Regions from separate parts of the Mus musculus genome. Here region 1 is linked to region 2. Evidence: chromatin contacts called from public Hi-C data. All regions are on one chromosome and are shown on one strand. The core of a region is the stretch at or near the end of the contact, and the rest is flanking DNA. Distances in the headings are between cores, read along the strand shown.

What was found. Hi-C and Micro-C count contacts between places; a contact is called where the count stands out from the background.
Region 1: a contact with region 2 is called in a Hi-C map of the N1E-115 cell line, with 5 times the contacts expected there. The contact joins two enhancer-like sites. A contact is called at or near these places in 8 of 484 Hi-C or Micro-C datasets (the N1E-115 cell line, cerebral cortex, embryonic stem cells and 5 more) and 2 of 115 datasets of contacts at active chromatin or transcription factors (both in astrocytes).

The regions. Positions count from the first base shown.
Region 1 is chr8:16,319,929-16,324,158 of GRCm38.p6, reverse strand. The region is part of intron 10 of Csmd1 (CUB and Sushi multiple domains 1); the gene reads left to right. Among named protein-coding and RNA genes, the nearest start is that of Gm16347, 110 kb to the left of the region's middle. Within about 2 kb of position 1,563, at least 3 of the 459 cell types and tissues checked have an H3K27ac peak or open chromatin away from gene starts, as enhancers often do. A contact at or near this core is called in the N1E-115 cell line, where this site is marked.
Region 2 is chr8:16,112,785-16,117,159 of GRCm38.p6, reverse strand. All of the region lies in intron 26 of Csmd1 (CUB and Sushi multiple domains 1), which reads left to right. Among named protein-coding and RNA genes, the nearest start is that of Mir3106, 54 kb to the left of the region's middle. Within about 2 kb of position 2,224, at least 47 of the 459 cell types and tissues checked have an H3K27ac peak or open chromatin away from gene starts, as enhancers often do. A contact at or near this core is called in the N1E-115 cell line, where this site is marked.

The sequences.
Region 1 (4,230 bases), core at 314-2,813, 210 kb before region 2:
AAGGTAAAGTTAGTTTGTAGAAGGAAGCACCTGTGTTTGAAAGTGATGTGTAATTAAGTGGCAGATGACGAGACAAATTAGAAAAAGATTTTGCAGAATAGGATATGCCCAATTCTCACCATTTCTCACTAGAGCAAAGAGGAAAGAGGGTACTTAAGAGGGAACAGGGCAGAGAGAGAGGGGCACAGCAGTTTTATCAGGATAGTTATAAGTTAGTAGGCTGAAGAGTAGATCTCAGAGATGACAGTTATGTTGGGCAAATAAAAGTTACTTTTACAGGTCTCATCAACCTGTTCTTACCAGCAAAGTGATAGGAGGATTGAAGAAGGGGGACATCTGACTTAGGTCTGTTCTTCCTTTGCTTCCTTTGCACACAAGCTTAGCCCAGTATTTAATCTCCAAATTCTCTCATCTGTAGAATCCACATTCCACATAATGCAGCTTCAATACTGAAGATATGTGAAGTTACTTTGGAAGAACTGCCAGTTGATATCAAAGTTCTAGAGGAATCCTTACCAGTAAAAAAAAAAGTTTGAGCTGTTCAACTAATTGAGTCTTCATAAACAATAAGATGCTATGATGAAGTCCTTCACAAACACATTTTTATAGGCATATTTGTTACACTGCAGTTGGTGGTATTAAACATATATCCAAGCATATAGAGAATTTAATACATACATTTGACACTTCTCTTGTTTAAATTGGTGCAGTATTTACATCTAATCTAAGAGGATCTTGCCAGAATTGGTGTGTGTGTGTAAGAGAGAGGAGAGAGAGAGAGAGAGAAGAGAGGAGAGAGAGAGGAGAGAGAGAGGAGAGAGAGAAGAGAGAGAGGAGAGAGAGAGGGGAGAGAGAGGAGAGAGAGGAGGGAGAGAGAGAAGAGAGAGAGGAGAGAGAGAAAAGAGAGAGAGAGAAGAGAGAGAGAAGAGAGAGAGGAGAGAGAGGGGGGAGAGAGAGAGAAAGAGAGAGAGGAGAAGAGGAGGGAGAGACAGAGACAGAGACAGAGACATAGGTACCTCCTTGAGGTATGTGAATGTGGAGACCAGAGGACAACATCGCATTCTTCATCCTTTTGTTAAGTCAGGCTCTCTCTGACTCCCTGAACCTGAAGCTCATCCATTTGGCTATGCTGACTGGCCAATCAACTGTAGGGGTTATATACACAATCTGCTGTACCTAGTTTTTGATGTGACTTTGAGGATCTGAACTCATATCCTCATGCTTGTGTGACAGACCCTTTACTGACATGCCGTCTCCCCAGCTTCCTTCTCTGGCGAACTTTAAATGATCTTTAGATTGCTTATAACATCTGCACTGCATTGATGGCAGGCTAATAGCAATAAAAACAGCCTTAAATTCTGCACAGATGCAACTGCCACAGGCCTAACTGCACAGTGCCCACACTTGGTTGAATGGATAGATGCAAAATTCTCAGCTTTCAGGACTGAGTGTATCCGGAATAAAGATGGAAACATTTTTGTATTTGCGGTCTCAGTGTGATAGATATCAGCCTCTGAGGCATTAAACCTAAGGTGACACAGGGCACGGTAAGGCACTTGCTCATCACTTTCAATTTTTGCCACATGTGTGGTTCTCAAATGAGCCTGCTTTCCTGAGGGAAAGGATGGGTTATGGCAAGAACCACAAGATCGAGGAAGTGGAGGAAGTGGAAGGCCAGCTTGTGTACAAAACAAGAAGGAGGGAGACCCCATGAGGACACCCTTCTGGCACGTTCCCCTTCTCTACCCCATAAACACACACAGTCAGAACAAAAGACTTATGCTAACAGAGAAGTGACCTGGAGCCCAACAAAGGTCACCATGCAGAATCATCTTCATCAATCTACAAACTAGTTACTGCCCTTACAGCTGGGCACACCCTGGCTCTCGGATCCCCTAGCTGTCTAGCCAGCCCTTAATAAGATTAATTATAAAGCATGCACATTTCTGACAAGCATTCTGAGTGTGACTGCTGCGGCTCATTCTTATTTTCATTGATAAAAGTAAAACATCAGGAGAGAATAAACGAAACAAACATTTGTTACCTCAATACTGGGTATAAAAATTTATTTGGGGTGGGCGTGTGTGTGTGTGTGTGTGTGTGTGTGAGAGAGAGAGAGAGAGAGAGAGAGAGAGAGAGAGAGAGAGAGAGAGAGACAGAGAGAGAAAGAGACAGAGAGAGAAAGAGACAGAGAGACACAGAGACAGAGAGACACAGAGAAAGAGACAGAGACAGAGACAGAGAGACAGAGACTGTGACTAAGGGGACATTGCTTTCCCTTGCATTTTGTCCTGATTCCCCAGCTATTGTAAGCGATTTGCCACCCAGGAAAGTTTACACTCAGAATATTAAAACTGTGAATATTCAGGAAGATTCCTTGGGAGTGTAAAGGAAATTCATATTGATGTATTTTGCAAAGCTAACTTCATTTCTTGTTCCATTGAGATCTTCTGCTGCTTGGAAGCATGTGTGGTTGATGAGCTGGCAATTTTCCAAAGCACACTCTGTGCTTTTGACCCATGGCGACCTAAGCCAGAGTGTGTCTGCTCTGGCTCCATCATAACAGCAGCAGGGCTTAGAAGATGGTTAAAGATTCCTGAAGCAAAAATCCTTATCTATAGAACAAGGGCCTGAATGATGTTTCCCTCTCTCTTAGTTAGGGTTGCCTTTGCTGTAAAGAGCCATCGTGACCAAGGCACTCTTAAAAAAGAATACATTAGCTGAGCGGTGGTGGCACACACCTTTAATCCCAGCACTTGGGAGGCAGAAGCAGGTGGATTTCTGAGTTCGAGGCCAGCCTGGTCTATGGAGTAAGTTCCAGGAGAGCCAGGACTACATAGAGAAACTCTGTCTCAAACAAATCAAAACATAAATAAATAAATAAATAAATAAACCAAACCAAACCAAAAAAAAAAAAAAAGAATAGATTTAATTGGGGCTGGATTATAGTTTCAGAGGTTCAGTCCATTATTGTCACAGTGGGAAGCATGGTGGCATGCAGGCAGACATGAGCTGGAGGAGAGAAATAGTCTACACATTGATTCGAAGGCATCCAGAAGGAAACTAAAACTATACACCAGGAAGAGCTTGAGCATAGAGACCTCAAACCTCACCCCCACAGTGACACACTTCCTCCAGCTAGGTCACACCTAATCCAAAAGACCACGCCTCATAACAGTGTCACTCCTTATGGGCCAAGCATTCAAACACATGAACCTAAGGGGCCAAACCTATTCAAAGCACCACACCCCCTTATTTTGTTTTTTCTAAATCTGTGATTTCTACATTGGGCTCTACAGTTTCCATTCTTCCCTTCAGTTAACTAAACAAGTCAATTAACTGAAAGGGTCAGGGTATGGCTCAGTGGGTAAGATCACTTGCTATACAAGCGTTAGGACTTGCGTTCAAATCCCTGATGTCCATGGAAAAATCAAGGTGATGTCACATACACTTATGACTTCATCCTTTAGAGGGGGACAGAGGCAGGAGATTGTAGGAACTAAAGTCTAGCTTCAGGTTCAGTGAGAAACGATTTCAAAGTTAGTGAAGAACATCTGATGTCATCCTCTGACTTCTGCATGCACATACAGGAGCATAGACCTGCTCCCCACAGATATGTAGATATGACACATAAAGTTATTACATGCACACACACACATACACACACACACATGCACACACATCAATTAAGAAACAGTTATCCTCTCTGGAACTAATTTGGTATAACTGCATGATCATTTATGAGTATAGGATACATACAAGCTACACTACAGCTTTGCATTCTTATATTATTGCCAGAAATTATAAAATATTGAAATATAAAAAATAGTAATCTGTACGACAATAATATATTTATTGATCTGAGTGCTGTGATTTGAACAGCAAACTCAATCAACAGCTCAAGAAGCAACTGAGGTACTTTAATATTTCAATGAAATAATGATAAGTCTAGTTTTCTAAGATATTGATATGTTTTATGAGGGTGTAAGTCACATCTTTCAATCAAATAAGCCTCATTCAAAAGCCCCTTTTGTGGAGGGAATATTTGGAAAGCCTGAAGATCTGTCAGGGTAAAAGGACATTGAGTGCCAAACCTTTCTCTGACATGCAATTACCTAAGTTGTATACTATTTATCACTTTGTAGATAAATGCAAATAAGATGCACATGTATAATATGCACAGTATTAAAACTTTAATTATTCAGGATTCTTGTATTTATATAGATAGCT
Region 2 (4,375 bases), core at 975-3,474:
ATGTCAAATGAGAGGTGAGTAGTGTTGCTTTAAAGTCCACCTACTTTTGTTTCTACCTGTTACCCTGTGGTTCCCAGTCTTCTTGTCGCATGCAACCTGCAAGACTTCCCCAGTTTATATCCTTGTCAAGTAGTCTCCTAACCTGCAGAAACTTGATGCTGAGGTCTTCCCTGCATGGGACACTCTACTGCACTTATGTCATTGTCCATGTATGTCCCTGCCTTGTCCCTCCATTTCAATCATTCACAGAGTCCCTTCTCTCACCTGCCCTGGAGATATGCATGTCTTCTCATGTGAGGAACTGTGTGGGGCCAGCTGCTCTCTTTATTCATATTGTCATGGAGTTAGTACCTTCCTCACCTAGCTTAGACAAAGATACACAGGAGGTGGAGCTATAGTCTGTTCTGCTTTGTCAGCTTGTAAGATGCCAATTACTTAACTTTGCTTGGGCATCTGCAGATATCTTTAAAAGAGAACAGCGCCCACTCTGGAGACTCTCCATGCCAATGGCCTGAATTTCCAACAAGGCTAATATCCTGGTCCATGTTACACAGCTACCTTAGCCCAGTCCCCATCAGAAAGAAGATCAGTTCATGGTACTAACCCAGATCACACTGAGTTTGGCTTCAGGAAAGGTTTTTCTTGTTTGTTTGTTTGTTTGTTTGTTTGTTTGTTTTTGTTGTTGTTGTTGTTGTTTATCTCAGAGTACAAATCAAACCAAGCTAATTCTGCATGGGAGAGCCTCCAGGTTGCCAGTTATGGTAGAATGTGACCCCCCACCGAGAAGAGATTCTAAGTCGGCTATATGTTCAAGTGGTGAACCCAAGTTCTCTCCTTTTCTGTCCTTACTCACACTCCATGTCCTGTTTCCAGGCTTTCAGCCCTGCACGGTACCGTCTATGGGACTTCTTGTTCCCCTACCACCCAGTCCCTTCTGCCTGCTAGGGTGTTTACTTCCAAGTTGCACATAACTAGCACTCCTATGGGGAAACCTCAGAGCGGTGGGAAACTGCTTTGTTATGAATGGCATCCTTCTCCTTCAGACAGTCTTGATGATTATTCCTACAAATGTGTTGATTGGTCCTTCTGTTCAGAGGATATTGACCTGGTTGATACCTAGACACCCATATTTACCACCTGCCTCCTGATGTCACCTGACACCTGATGGCATTTTGTCTTCACTTTTTCATCCAACACATGGCCTTGGGCTAACTTCTCCTCATTCATTACTTTTCAGCTATTGCTTCTGATGATTCTATGGTTTTTTTCAAAGAGGGTGTTTGTTCTAAAAGTTACAGTTCTTAGCAAGCTCTGATTTCCCAGGAATCCTCCCTTAATGAGACAAATGTAGACTTGCAACTTAAAGGGGCTTGAAGACATTTCCCCCAGATCCATGCACATTTCTTATTCAAATGGTTAAAAATCACTGGGGATATAGGAATGGGTGATGTATTGGGTAACATGAGACATACACATACTAGTAGTTTCTCACTAGTTGCAAAGAAAATAGAATGTGTGTGTGTGTGTGTGTGTGTGTGTGTGTGTGTGTACAACTTAGTAGCATTGCAGTATACACATAACTATAAGTATAATAAAACCCACTTGCATTTACTATGAACTGTGTAAGAGCAGAGAAATCTCAGATGTAGATGCACACTGCTCATAGTTATGTAATCTTCCGACTAGGCAAAATGAGCCCACTCTTTGTGGCTGGGCATGGCTCCATTTGCGGCAGCCTGTAACCTCAAGAAGGTATACCAGATTCCATTAGCATCTGTCTCCTAGTTAATTAGGCTAAATTAGGACTTAACACTCTTTTTACTGCTGCACAGTTTTAGCAAGCCTGCCCACAAAGGTGAGGACACAAAGGCACTTTGATGTGTTTCCTCCAAACACTGGATTGTGATTACTTATTCTCAGCTCTGGAGGCACGCTGACTCCAGGGAAGCATTTTGTGATAAACGATTCAGTCTGCGGTTCTCAAATTAGATTTCCCCCTCTCTTTGGCCTCCTGCTTCACAACACTCAATTCAAACAGACAACGGAGCGATTCTCCTGATGCTTGCTTGGCAGGACAGCCACAATCCCGCAGTTTTGACTAAGAAGCAGGAGGAGCAGTAAACGCCTGAATAGCATGTTGCTGTGCCAGGGTTGCTGGGCTGGTGGAGATTTGCATGCTGCTAGCAGCTAAGGTGATGGACCTCCTGACATTGTGAAGCAAGCACCTGTTTCCAGTGACACATAGGCAGGTTTCAGGATGCTTAATGGAAGCCATTAATGATTTCCCCACCTCTAGTCCACCTCTGTCAATAAAAGCACTGTTATTGCTTGCAGCAGCGAGGAAGCCGAGAATCAATTTAGCTATAATAAGAGACATGAATAAATGTTTTCAAGAGGGTCTTTGCATAGGAGCTAACATTTTCAATTGTTTTGATTTTATTTGTTATAAGGAAACTTAATCTAAAAAAAATTGAACAAAGGACCTTGTAGTTCATGAATATGGAAATCTAATTTGAGGGCATTTAAAAGTTTAATTCCTATTGAACACAAAGCATTTAAAAATATGTTTAAATCGCATACAGATTTTAAACACCAAAAAACAAAGATATTTAACTTTCTAAAAGTTCTCTTTTTTTAAATTTTTGATGTGATAAAATGAAAATTACTAATTAGTATTTTGTCTCTGCATATTTATAGCTGCCCTTTTGTGAGATGCTTGCTTGAGTTTATAATGAGTATGGACTGGAAGCAATGCACAATGATTCATATCTGTGAACATGGCCTGGAGAAACCCATTCAAAAATACCAGCTGATAATTGCTTGTGTCCCCATGTTTGATATGATCTCATTTGATCAGCCACATTGTATCCTATGGAGAAGACACAACTGGATTTATTTCCAAGAAGAGAAAGATAGTGACACACATGCTGAACTCTGATATATTCCCTTTCCATGGCTTATTGTAAGTGTAGTGTTTGAGATAAATAAAGAGCGAATGTTACAATGTATAAATGATGGCATTAGAATGTAACTATGAAACATGGTTAAATAAGAGGAAGATTATAAGGACAGTTACAAAAGGTTAAATGACAGCTGGATTCCAAAGTAAAAACAGCTGTATATGTGTGGTGTGAGTACAGGGAGGGGAGTGAGAGAGCCTAGATTAACAGCTATATCAGCAACCTTCTGGAGCAGTGTGTTCTCTTTTAATTATCTTGAAACTTTTTCACAGGATTCCTACTGGGTTCTTGCTTTTAATGAAATTTATATGACTGTACTATGAAATCAAAGTGTTTGATTTATTACTTGAAAATTTTTAGTTACAAAATGTGATATACTTATCTGTATGGTAGATATACCGTACAGCATATTTTCATCAACAATAAGTACATATCAATAGGCAAGACCACAGAAGCAAAGTCACAGAGTTAGAGCAATGGCTGAGCCACCAAGAACCTTTGCTGTTCTCACTGAGGACTAGAGTTCAGATCCAAGCATCTATACAGGGGCAGCTCACACAATCTGTAACTCCAGCTCTAAAAGATCCAATACCCTTTTTTTTTTTTTTTGCTTCTGTGGATACCCAAAAACTTCCCTCAACCCCCTCAGAGAGAGAGAGAGAGAGAGAGAGAGAGAGAGAGAACTAAAACCCCAAACCCATACATATATACCCATACCCACCCATACCCTCACATACATACATGCATGCATACATACATACATACATACATACATACATACAAATAAAAACAATTCTTAGAACAAACAGAAACAATATAATTTACCATGTAGAAGTATCAGCCTAAGTATCTGGGTAAGGACATGTTCTAAGTATGCCTAGCACTATTTGTACCAGCGTCTCTGTCCCTGTCTACACATGTATCTTAATACTTCCCTTTCTTCTCACAAGCTAAACACCTTCCTGTTCTAGGATGTTGTATACATCTGTCTAGGGAATCATTGTCCTTTTACTTATTCATTTTGTCTTTCTTCCGGCTTACAGCACCAGCCTCCTGGGTAATAGGAACTGTGTTAACTGGAATAGGCTTTTGTGTGGTTTGATGTTCTTTAAATGCTTATTATCCCAAAGAAAGCAGCTACCATGACCTGCTGTGAGCAGTGCTTGTGTCTCTTCAAATCTGTCAACAGTTACAGAAATTTTACAACTTGAAACCACCAGTGCTTCTACCAGAAAAGAACATTCAGAAATGTAAGATCTGTGTGACAAGTTCGGGCATCTTTGAATTTTTAAATTAAACATGTGTGTACATATGAATTCCTATAATGAAAACTATATTACATGCAGCAAAGCAAGTACCCACTATGCACAGCCAGGCCAGTCACACTACACATAAGCACACACATGCACACACGC